Linked DNA regions of Zea mays: region 1 is linked to region 2. Evidence: chromatin contacts called from public Hi-C data. All regions are on one chromosome and are shown on one strand. The core of a region is the stretch at or near the end of the contact, and the rest is flanking DNA. Distances in the headings are between cores, read along the strand shown.

Region 1 (6,351 bases), core at 961-3,460, 100 kb before region 2:
ACTACCTCCTCATTGCTTAGGTACTGATATAAGCCATCAGACGAAAGAACAAGAAACTGATCCCTGATGGAGAGCTTATGATGGCAAAGAGTAGGTGTGCATGATATATATGGGGTATCACCTATATACTCATTGCGAAACATCTCTAGCAACCCATCATTGAACCTTGCCTGTAAATCAGACAGACTTCTCATTAAAATTTACTTGTTTCCCCTACATGGACCTTTCATAACAATCAACCTACAGTCTCTTTACCTGTTTGAGATACCCAGCACCAAATGCACGGGTAACTGTTAGACGACCTTTCACTCTATCATTAACAACACACTGATCATCATCTGGATGTTCGCGTCTGATCCTCTGCACTTCCTGCACATCAACACAAAAGAACATGAGTTCATATGCAGAAAGAATTCATAGATTAAAACACTTATGATGCTTCACATCCACTCATACTATCCCACGATATATAAATTCATAACTCCAAAAGAAAAATGGTCTGCCGATTGTAAAACCATGCTGTTGAACAGGCCAGTCCACATACTGCACATGTATTCACAGAAGCTACCAGAGGGCATGTTCAACCAGGATAACAAAAAATGTGTTTGAATATTTTTTTTATATGATGCAAGCTCATCTTTTCAGTAAACTCAGTAGATGCACAAATGCATTAGCAATTTAGCACTATGCATCAATTCAGCTATGTCTGCAAAAAGGTTACCTCTTCAACGCTCGTGCTATGATCAGTCGACAGCTGCAATGCCTCGAGCCCAATTGCCGAATACCCAGGGATCCTTGTCTCGATCTCCAAGCCCACACCAATGTCCTCCACCGGAATGCTCCCAATCAAGCAATCTTCGTCGTCCCGTCGCTGCGCCACAATGGCACGGCTATCCCCAAGGTTCATTACATACACGTCGTCATCCCTCAACAGGACCACGAGCAGGCAAGCTCCGGTCACTGCCAGCTCTGGGTGGGATCCCATTGACTGACTGGTCATGTCCAGGTACGCCGACTCCGTCGTAGCTAGCGCCCGGGCCAGTGCGCTCAGTACCGCCCTGTGATCCCTCACCGCCGGTGCGGCCGTCAACCTCTTAACTCCCCACTCCCTGCCGCTTTGACCATCGCCAGCGGCGGCCGCATGGGCCCACAAGGGATGCCTCTGCTCCTTGAGCCTGGCAAGCGATAGCGCGAACCGGCCGGAGCCCGAGAAGTCGAGTTCGCTATCCTCGTCCTCGCCATCCGCCAGGAACTGCCACAGTCGCTTGGATTCCGGATCGGCCTCTTTGTAGAAGATCCCACGGAGCTCGCGCAGCAGGAAGCGGTAGAGATTAGCGACCAGGAAGTCCGGGGCCTCGGGGCCGTTGAAGCCGTCATAGATGCCGACGAAAAGCCAGCGCTGATCCTCGGAGACAACCACGTGGACCCTGTCCTCCCCGGCGCGGCCGTGCGCCCACTGAACGCCGTCCTCCCGGCGGAGCGGCACGACGCATGGTCGGTTCTTCTCCGAGATGCTCCGCCGCAGGCTGCCGAACGAGGGTTTCCTGAACCTCCTCGAGAACCCTCGCGACGACGAGGGGCGAGCGGGCTTGGTGGGCTTCGCGGGGAGCGGGCCCGAGAAGGGCACGGCCTGGTCGAGCGGGCCGGAGAGCTGGGCGCCGCGGTCGATGGGCCCGGAGAGGAAGAGCGGCCCCGAGGAGAGGTTGGATAGCTGCAGCGGCGCGGAGGAGAACGACGAGGAAGTGTGGAACGCGGAGTGGTACTGCGGCGGCATGCCGCCGGCGACGGAGGATTGGTAGATCGGCACGGGCACTGAGGAGTTGGCGGAGAGCGCGGCGCCGGAGATGGCGTGGCGGAAGGATGACGAATGGCCCGCGGCGGCGGCGGCGGCGGAGCTGGCGGCGTAGCAGAAGGAGTGGCCGAGCGCGTCGTCCAGGCACGGCCCGTCGTCCGCTGGCGCCGGCGGCGGCCGCGAGCACGCGCACGCGGTGAGCAGCCGCGACGCGCCGCTGCCCATGGCATCCGACACTCCGTCTCCGGCGGTGGAAAGCAGCCAAGCAGACGATGTGGAGCACTCGCCAAGCTACTCCGAGACCGAGTACCTTTTTATTACTAGTATACGCCGCAGTGCCGCACTGCCGAGGAGGGGAGGAGCCGAAGAGTGCGCCGTGCGCGAGTGCGCCGTGAGCGATGACTTGCAGTTGGCAGTTGCAGTGGCCACGGGGTCCGTTTGACAAAATCAGTCTTCCTCAATGTTTCCCATGCAAAAAAATTCAAGACACGAGCCGAGCCCCGGGAGACCGGAAGAGCGCCGTGCCAGCTGCCAGGTGGAGCTTGTATGGTTGTGGACTTGTGGTTGTGGCCTTGTGTGTGGTCGTTTTGTCCGCAGCGGCGCAACCGCACCCGCCTTCCTCACGCTGCACGGCTGTAGAGAGCAGAAAGGGGAAGCAGTGACGTGGCGGCGCGGTGTTGACGTGGAGGGTGCGGACTGCGGAGGGGAGAGTAGTCATTAAGTCAACGCTTGTCCTTCCAGTCTGCCACCCGTACTCGGTTTAATTACGGCAGATGGGACTCCACCCAGGGGCATATGAGTAAATTCGCGCGGTGGCGCGGCAAATTGGATGGCTTTGGCGGGCCAGCTAGAGCCTAGGGACCTCGAACTGGATGACCGGCGCCCTAGTGGGCTCCTCGTCGGTCTCAAAGAAAAATGTCAGGCACGGTTTACAAAGTGTGCCTGCGTTTGACAAGGATACGGTTTAGGCGTCGTTCGTTTCGGCTGGAACGGCCTATTCCCGGCCTCTTTCCGGGCGGGATGAATCAACCCGGCTTAGAATCCGGCCCAGTCTACTAGAGCCGTTCGTTTTAATCTGGACCAGAAACAGACCCACCTGATTTGAATTCCTTTCGCTCAATTCTTAGTCTGGAACGAGTCCTGGTGAGCTACCTCCTGGATTGGTTCCTGGACTAGTGACCAGGAATTAGTGATAACACATGTATCACTTGATCCTGGGCTGCTTTCGATCCTGGCCTGGTTTGGACGCTGGCCTGCCGAACGGGGCCTTAGGCTTTTTCAGCTTTATTTTCTAACTCCTATCTCATCATAGAATTTATATTGTGTACTCTATATTCTTCGTCTCCAACAACACGTCCTCTAAATCAAGTTCTTTATATATAAATACCTATATTAAAAAAATTTTATTTTTTATATATATTTGTCATACTCTTAAATGTATTGTACATATTTTAGTTTTGCTAAACTGTTTGTTTAAAGTATTCCTAGAAATTGGGAGTCATCAAGATATTTTATAGTGGTTTAATAAAAAATAATTTAAGAACGAAATGAGTAGGTTCTACGCTACCAGATTTCAGCCTTCAATATCTCTGCTTAAATAAATACCTCTCTACTACATTTAAGCGTGAGTTTCTTCGTGCGTTAGCGGTCGAATAAATTTATCCTCCCACATAGAATATCCAAAAAATAGGATATAGCGGATTTGAACCCTACTCACTTGATATAAAGAGTTTGGCTTCTATAAAATAGATATTGTAAATATATATGCTAATAATTTAAAACTAAAAAATAGAATCGTGTTTTAATAAAAAACTTATTTAAGTAAGATTTACATACATGATATAAAACCATAGTAATATGCGAGCAACTAACTAATTTGAACAACGTATTTCACTCTTCCAAACCCAGCTGTCAGCGCAACGGCACCAACAACAAACAAAGGACAAAAACATGGGCAAACGGAGGAACAGAAGACTTCCACAGGATGTTTCACGTGAGTGTAGTAGGGGGGAGGGGGCGAAAGACAGCGAGAGGGGGTCAGGCCGTCAGGGAGCATTGGATTCTGATCTCTGAGGGCACCTGGCAAGTCAAAATTCAGTGTGCCGAACTGCGTTCCCATTGTTTTTTGGCCTCTACTTGTCCCCCGTCCCGCTGTGAAATCTCAGCAAGCAACAGACAAGTGTATGAGATCGAAAAGTTGGTTGAAAAAAATCAGAGACTCCACATGTGCCAAGACAAACAAAAGAAGTACTGTAATGTTTTAACGACACAGCAGGCTGGGACGGAAGCGGAACTGAAAAAAAAAAGTTAGGAGTGGCTAAATTAAAGTGTTACAACGATATGATATCAATAATCATTCGTAGTAGACATATATAATAGTTTGCACATTTTTAAATTTAGGAGGAGCTTCGATGAGGCTCTAAGAGTTTAGTATTAGTAGCGGTAGAGGGGTCTAGAGCCCCACCCGCCCTACCGTTAGATCCGTTACTGACATTAGGTTAACATTAGAGAACTGAAGAACTCGAGTTAAAAGAATTATCAGTAAGCAAAAGAGACTCTAGTTGAGTTGGTTTGATGGTCTGAGCAACACTCGAGTTTCAGACTATGATTAAAAAATCCTCTCACCTGTCCAACACCAAAGCGAAGAGGTATGATGACGTTGTGTCACTAAAAAATAAAAGACAGGTGGTGTTAGGCTATCTCCATCAAATCTCATATTCAATCCCCAATGGCATTCACTATTTTAAACTTTACTATGCAAACAGTGTCATATACAGTTCCGCGTCCCCCTATTTTACGCGAACCACTGGAGACAGTCTTAGGGTACCCGCTTAGGGTTTTGGAGTTAGCCCCTTAATCACAGTTATATCCCTGTGTAATGGGCCAGACCCAACAATCTAAGTCTATTAATACAACTCTCAACCCTAAGTTAAGGTTTTTCATTCTATCTTAGTATCAGAGCCAGTTTCTCTCTCTCTTCCCCACCCTCTCACACCCAAAGTCGCCGGTTCCTTGGGCCCCTACCCAGCCGGTGGCCTCCTCAGTGTGTCGGGCCCCCATCGTCGGCCATCCCTAGACCAGGCCGCTGACCCCTTCCCTCTGCCCCCTGGTCGCGCCCCTTCACCACTAGGACTCAGCTTGCGCCCTCCGCCAGACCCACCCCCTGGCCACGCCCCTTCACAGCGCTCTCAGAATTTTTTCTTAGAGCCAACTATGTTTAAGAGATATCAATTGCTGAGTTCGATCTAGCTATTCTCATTGTTCATTCAGTCCAGTGCTCTGGTTTGAGCAAGGAGCTGCGGGGTGCATAGAGAATGAATTAGATATAGTTTTGTCTTCTATTACTATAAAGCACCAGTTTTTTTTGTTGTCGTACGTCACGTGCAGAACACGTAGTTCTTTTTTTCTCGAGAAAGGGATTATAAAACTAAAAAAATGTCTTGCCACAACCTGTATCAATACTTCCAATCAGATTTTGTCTTGCCACAACCTAGTCCCCGAATGCTCAGAACAAGCGATGAATGGATCAAATCACCCACTCCTCACGATCGAAGCAAAGCTCGCGCCAACCAATCAACGTTCAACAGTGAGCTAGTGATCTAAGCAATCTCTTGATTGCTCCCATGACAAGGAATAGACTTTCATGTGCTTCAAAATATGGGCACAATTCAGACAACTAGAAAGCGTTAGGGTTAGAAGGATGCAGATTTATATGTAAGTGTTATGTTGGAAAAGGTCTTGCAAGAAGTAATTTTGTATAAGAAAGTTTAGGTGTCAAACGGGAACCTGCTTTGGTTTGTCCGCTTCCCACCGAAAACGTCCAACTCAATTGGGACCATCCATCCATGAGAAAGGAATCTTGGACTTCTGTTAGTCGCCATGTCCCTGGATTAAGATAACCATATATTAATATAGAATAGAGCAACATGGGAGTAGAGGCTAAAAGTTCTGCAATGGCAATATATTTTCTCAAGTCCAATGCAAGCAGATAGAGGACCTAGCCCAGGCCCCAGGGCTATGGGCCTATGGCTGGACTGGAGCAAGATGAACTAAAAAAATTACAGATGTGTACTGTGAGAAGTCAGATATATTTAACTTTAATTAAATATACAAATAAATATGTTATTTATAACACATAATTAGTATTATTAAATAGATTGTTGAATTTATTTTATAATAACTTTATTTAGAGATAGAAGTATTATTAAAAAATTATAGATTAATTTGAAAAAAAAAATCTATAGTGATACCTAAATAGGTACGGAGGGACAAGAGACATGTGCCCTCTACAGAACTAGGACATTGATAATGAAATAAAGAAAGTCCAGTGCACCTTTTGCAGCACAGAACATTGACCTTTGGCTTTAAGACTAGAGATCAAACAAATGTACCATCAAAACAGCCTTCTGCTCCTGCTGACGGCCAAAAGCCAGCAGATCTATTGTGGTACCGGCAGCAAAGATGCTTAGCTCCAGGAAACTCGACCCAGGAGACCAAATCCACTATTCTGGGAGTGATTCTGCAGGGGCCCAAGAAATATAAAAAAGGGAACTTGGAGG
Region 2 (6,720 bases), core at 552-3,051:
GGGGCTGTGAAGGGAGCGGGATGCATGGCGATGGCAGTGAGGTAGGGAAGCCACGACACCCACGACCGATTCGTCCTCGCCCACGTCCTCTAGCCGCTGTGGGCGCAGGAGAAGAACTCAGGATTCCTAAAAACAATGCAGTGATTCTAACAAAAAAGAAAGAATCGGGAGATGGCAGTGGGTTTACCTGCGGGAGCGGGGCGATCGTGCAGGCCGGCGGCGCGTCAAAGACGATGAGCGGGAGGTTGAGGTCCGGGTCCCCGCGAAGTGCGACGCGACGGTAGTCTCGAAAGGAGGGGGCGTTGCGGCTCAAGCGCGGCTGTGACGGGAGACGGACGGGGGCGAAGGTCGCAGAGGTCACCGCTTCCGCCCTCGTCGCAGAGGTCACCGCTTCCGCCCTCGTCGGCAACGCGGATCGTGGCATCACCGCCGCGGGCGTCCACTCGCCTCTGGGCATGGGCGGCGACGGTTGGACGAGGGTCGAGCGAGAGAGGAGGGGGTTGCGATAGACAAGTGTTGGCGGATTCAGCCTCGGGAGGGGGACGGTCGAGCGGGCGGTGGACCTCAAATCGAGCGGCGGGGTTTGCGATGAACGATGGACGGACGGTGTAGATTAGCCAACGGCAGAACGGCAGACTACTATTACTGTCTTAATAAGTAGTAAGGATAATACATAGCTCAATCTGTAGCAAGCAAGTAATCATAGAAATACATCTACCAAATGTATCTGACAGCGAGAATTCAATTTAGATTGAATAAATATACTAAACCATTAGTTTAGAGCGGACCAATAACGATATATTGTGCTTCTTGATTTAACGAATGGAAACGATGGCTTTCGCGTAGGATAGTTTGACAAAGCCAAGGATTTGCCAACTTAAAGAAGAGTTGGTATAGATCGACCTATAACAATGTTATAATATAGGACTACTGATGATGTATTGAGTAACAATGTCGTTGGATATCCTAGATTCAAATTGTGAACCCTCATGTCAATAATAGACATTAGGAGGGTGTTGAAGTTCCGTGTAAACTTCTCTATGCAAATAGTACCAAACAGTGTTACATACAGTTCCGCGTCCCCTATTTTCCGCACTCTATTGGAGATAGTCTTAGTAGCGCGAGCATAAAGGGAGACATGAGACAGTCGTGGGAGAACTTTATTCTTGTTATTTATTATGAGAAATATGTTATTATTATATAAAAATAAGTCTTTTTATGAAATATGATTGATATTAACCCATATAACCCTTATCAGGAAACATATCTAAGATCATACTCAGCAGATTGTATATATGGTAGTGTAAACCACTATTTTACATTGTAGTCTACATTGTCTACTTGGTAGTTTAAAATAAGATGTAAGATAGAAAGTAGGATATGAATTCTACTGGATATATCCTACTAGCAAAGTATTCGTACTTGACTACGGTTACCGTTTCTATTTATGAGTATATAGTTTAAAACATAAATATATGTGTCTTCTATTTTGACTAGATGGATGTGAATATATATTTAAGACCAACAACCACGATTTACATTTTTATTTATATATAGTTTTAGTTTTTTACTATTTAAATACGAGAGGAGTGGACAACTGTGGAAATCGATGCTCTAGCTTCGTAAGGGCAAGGGCTGCATGCTGGTTGCTAGGCTAGATCACAAAACAGGGTTTGGGCTTCTAAACTTCTTGTTTTAACAATATTATTGGGCCAAAATTATAAAGGGGTTTTAGGTGCTACATGGGCTGTAGCCAGGGCAGCCTAGGCCCTGGATTCGTCCCGGTGTGCACGCAACTGGTCCTCCGTAGGCTCACTCGATCAAAATGGGCCTAGGCTGGATGTCTGACTTTCTGTACCACAATGATCTTTTGAAAGTAGACCACACTGATTTAGCAAGGCTATCAGTTGTCATTTTCGTTGAGGTGATTTTGGTCCAAAGAGTTTTGGGCCTTAAATTGTCGGTGCGGCAGTTCGGCTCACTCGATAAGCTTGTATCAGACAGAATCTGTCTCGTTGTAACCCTTTTTTTTGAATCACGATATTGCTATACTTTTAACCCAAAAAATAGTGTCATAGTGGGAGACGGCTGCCAACTTGATTCTCCTTTCGTATTAGAATTTGAGTTTTGTGAAGCTTTCATGATTAAAGTAAAATAAAATGTGCTTTCAGGAGAATCGGGCCAAACAACTCCTTTCTGTTCCTAGAAATCAAACCATTCAAGCTAGTGGTATGATTCATGACACCACTCCGCTTTAGGCAGCAAATCACCCAGAGGCCATATTAATATGTAGAGCAACACTCTTCTCTGTTATATGGAGTATATGATATATGAAACGAACATGTTCGCGTGCATAGACATTTCCGTATGGCTTGGGTATAAAGACGTGGAATAATCATCATCATCATACAAAAGCTACAAATTTCACAACAATAAAACAACATAGTTCCGACGGCTATATTATATCCGACGGCCTCCTAGGAAAGGATGCAGTGTACCCCCTATATTTAGAAAAGGATGCAGTTTGAGCATAGCACTGAGGCAAAACATCTTAAATTTAATTGAAAATCATCAATATTTATAATACAAAATAAGCCAAAATCTTTATTGAATATATCTTAGCATATTATACCTATTTGCTATCATATATATGGATATCTTTTATATAAATTTGATCAAACTTTAGATAGCCTAACTAAGAGAAGAATTAGAAATGCATTGTGTTTAAGACAGAGTTAGTATTACCTAAATAGCATCGCCGTTCTTATTTTTATTTTGTTGTTGCAAGAATCAAGTACGTCTACTACCATTTGACAATACAGTGTATAGGTGTACGTTTGGACCAGGTCTGATGGACCGGCCCAAAGCACGAAAAAAAGCACGGTTTATGCACGGCACGACCCGAAATATTTTAGTGCCGGGTCGGGTTTGGGTCGAGGTCACGGCCCATGGTCGGGCACGAGCACGGTCCATTTAAGGCAGACACGAAATGGCCCCTATAGAGGCACGAAAAGACCTATATATTTATTAAAATCACACTTCATTTCACACTTTCATGTACTTGATAAAAACACAAAGGTAGAGATATTGTTAGTTAGATGTTTTTTTAGCTTTGAATTAGAGTATGTGATGTAATTTTATTTTTGTTATGAACATGAGATAATGAACTGAACTTACGAACTTTAAATAGAGCTGATTATACTCTTTTTCTTTCTAAAAAATAATTTGTAAACGATGTAATCATTGCCGAGTGTCAAAAATAAAACACTCGGCAAAGAGCTTCTTCGCCGAGTGTTTTCTTTTACCGAGGGTTTTTTGTGTGGCACTCGGCAAAGAGCTCTTTGCCGAGTGCCCGAAATAAAACACTCGGCAAAGAATATGACACTCGGCAAAGAGCCAAATTCCGGTAGTGCATAGCTCTAGTAACTTAATACAAATATTAAGTTTGCATTGGTCAAATTTATTTGTCTTATCTTTTATTTGATTTATTAAATTTGTTTTGAATTTCGGGCTCTAATGAAAATTTCGGGCCAAAAACTAAATTTCGGGTCCTAATGTGAATTTCGGGCTTTTATAATTTTGGGCCGCCCGAAATAAGCCGGCACGTTTAAACAATTACGGGCCGAGCCAGCAAGGTCCAAAATTCAAACAGACCAGGCCGGACCGACCCGACCCGAAATTCAAACAATACGAGCATATTCAGGCTTGGGCCGGGCCGGCGGCCCGAATGTACGCCTACAATACGGTACTATGCTATGCCCCAACGGGCATTGCTGTCCTGTACATTAACCGAAACTGTTCTAGCTAGCTTATCTCGCCGGCAGTGGCCCCGGTATCCGCCGCGATGTGAAATGAGACGACCTTTCGGACATGGTCCCAATGCAACTCAGCTCCCAAATTTGAATGGCCTACAACTATTAACAAGACCCCACCTTTCTTGGGCATCTATATGGCGCAACAGTTGACGCTGTGGACGTATGCCGGTGAGGATCATGTTGATAGCATGGTCCAGGGGCACGTTTTGTGCGCGAGGAAAAACTACATGACTTTCAGCCACATAAAAGCTGTAGAAAATCGTGGAGCTTATATGCTCCCGCAGGATACTGAAAATCTCTAGCTGTACTGTTTGTCCAACCCCACGCCGCAGCGGCACCGATCGATCGAGCACCTTTTATGTTTGGTACGGTATGCTCTGTCAAAGGCAATCATGATTCATGACACCTAGTCACTGGGAACGATTTGAAATGACAGATTAGCAGTACAACGTTTTTTTTTTGCAATTTATCTGAATTTTGCTCGTAAACGCATACCCTTTTTATCTTTTAAAAAACAGGAAAAAGATTCTCGGAAAGAAAGAAAAAACGGGGGGCAGACCTACTTAATACCAGCTAGCTATTGCTGTCAGATTCCCGGGATGCATTCCACTACATAGCTAGAGAGTCCAGACCGAAGAATTTGCTGCCGAAAAGTCAGCTTTCTTGACTTATCTCCGGCTCGCTCCGGCTGTTTTTACAGGGTGCAGTGAACGTGAAGTATAATGTGATATGATGGTACGTACTACGCTACGCATGCGCGCGCTATAGCTGCACTTGTTGGCTACTTGCACAATGCATGGACGAATTTCTACCGTCAGCATTCTTCCTATGTGCTCAGCAGCAGTGTGACACTGACAACAAGAAGCATGTCGTTTTCGGCGCATATAGCACTAGCAGGGAGGAAGCCGTCAGCCATCGGATGATCAGAAGAAAGGGGAGGGAGGAAACAGGCAGCAGGTAAGCCTAGCCTACGCTATAGCTATAGCACGGGTACATGAATGTCCCTCGCGCGCTTTCTCTGCTCTGCAGGAAAGGAGGGAGGAGGTTTATCTCCTTCTCATGAAACGCGCGCGTGGCAGCCACTGAAAGCCGCGCCCTCCAAAAAAACAAGGCCACGGCACTCCAGGACCGTACTATCAACTGCTACTAGCCGCTACTAGGTCACTTTCTGTACTCTGTACCCATCAGAATTGAGGAGATCTACGACGCTCCACCTGCATGCATGTACGAGTACGACGATCCCCAGCAAGCTATCAATTGGACCAACCGAAGAGCTCAAAGCACAATAAACCGGCCGGGTCAGCTCAGCTCATGCTCATCTCGTACCAGTACTCCTCCCGGCCGGGCCGGCCGCCTCGTCGCCGTCGGCTGAAGCAACCTAACATCTCAAGCTGTTGTCATGCGCGCGGTTGCCAGCTGCCATGCCACCGCTCCCTGCTCCGTCCCGTCTGCGGGCGCGCGATCGAAAGCCAGAGGCAGGGGGTGGTAGTGGGGCGCCATCGGAGGGCGACGGCGAGGTAAAGGAGGGAGACGCTCGGCTCTTACTGCAAAAAAAATGCCATGATTGTAACGTCACGTTGTTTTCATGCGAGAGGCAGGTCGGTCGAGTACGTTATGCACCCTGTAACCACCTAAAGTGCCTGGGCTGGGGTAGTATGTGATGAGAATTAGGTATGCCACTCAAAGTGTGCCATATCGGTTTACATCAAGAAACCGGTATGCCTAGCTCTACCAGCGTAGCAGACGACGCAGATTAGCAGCAGAAGGCCGCAATCGCACTCGTGTCGTGGTGATCAGCTGTGCCAGATTGCTGAGGTCTAGAAGATTTTCAAAAGCGTTCGTTACTGATCCACGATGACGACTGCGGGGGGACTAGGATCGAGCAAAGCGAAATGTTAGCGCGGAAATGCGATTATAGAATAGATTAATTGCCGTAAAGTGAACCGCATGCAGCCTCCTGCCAACTTCTCCGTGGTGGTATGATACGGAATAGCTAGGCGCCGCGCCAGTCATACTCGTTTTTGATGTGCTAAAATAATATATATAGTGCTAGCCAGGTACGGTATAAATATTTATGTCATGCAATGCAATGCAATTCTCTGTGAGAGGAAGAAAGCAATGATCAAAAAGGTGCTAGCCCTCCTGCTAAATCGACCAGAAATAAATCACTATCAGTCAATTAGTTTTACTCGTCATCTTTTTACTTTTATGCGAACGCACTAAAACAGACTTGGTTTGTTTATTTTATATATGCGCCAGTAAAATGCAGACATGTCGCGGAGGGTCCTCTTCTCCTGTCCGGGGGTGCTTCTCTATGCCAAATCAGTAGCGTGCCGGCCTGTAATGCATTTGTGAGAAAAAGGAAATTAAAGAGACGCCAACAACAGCGACACGGACAGGATGACCTGATCCAGGTACACTTTTACGTTAAAATCTTTGGTAAAGTACAGTACCTACTTTATCAATATTCAGTATTATATCTTTGTATTGCTATTTGTAATTTTAAGTCTCCAAATAAAGTGTCGACGTTTATACTAAGGAGACGTGATACAAAGAAAAGGATAGATCCTAAACATTCTTACACTCTTTATATTATCGTTGTAGTAACTAAAACTGCAGTTAAGAACCTATAATCAATTTTTATTTGAATATAAAAGATTTTAAATAGTATTTTTTATTCTAAAGTATAATACTTTTTTCTTTCTATAAATATTTTTATAGTGCATATATAAGTGCAAAGAAAATCCATGAATAAAAAAAATCAAAATATCTTATAATTTAGGAACGAAGAAAGGGTATGAGGGTAAAATATCGCTTTAGAACAACAAATAATCTGAAATAAGTTACGCAATGCTATATTTCAACTTATTTGTAGTACTAAAGTGATATTTTACTCTCCTACTCT

The links. A called contact is a pair of places that touch in the nucleus more often than the background predicts.
Region 1: a contact with region 2 is called in a Hi-C map of endosperm, with 2.1 times the contacts expected there. The contact joins the promoter of LOC103627575 here to the enhancer-like site in region 2. A contact is called at or near these places in 3 of 25 Hi-C or Micro-C datasets (ear, endosperm and tassel).

What each region holds. Positions count from the first base shown.
Region 1 is chr5:206,233,069-206,239,419 of Zm-B73-REFERENCE-NAM-5.0, reverse strand. LOC103627575 (probable protein phosphatase 2C 26) reads right to left here and starts at 2,210. Exons shown (of 5, transcript NM_001357211.1): 1 at 722-2,210; 2 at 457-543; 3 at 256-369; 4 at 1-170. The coding sequence starts at 2,017. LOC118472098 (a long non-coding RNA gene) reads right to left here. Exons shown (of 3, transcript XR_004849678.1): 2 at 6,126-6,351; 3 at 5,114-5,677.
Region 2 is chr5:206,132,217-206,138,936 of Zm-B73-REFERENCE-NAM-5.0, reverse strand. No RefSeq gene overlaps it. Among protein-coding and RNA genes, the nearest start is that of LOC109939591, 9.7 kb to the right of the region's middle. Within about 2 kb of position 1,801, at least 17 of the 20 cell types and tissues checked have an H3K27ac peak or open chromatin away from gene starts, as enhancers often do. A contact at or near this core is called in ear, endosperm and tassel, where this site is marked.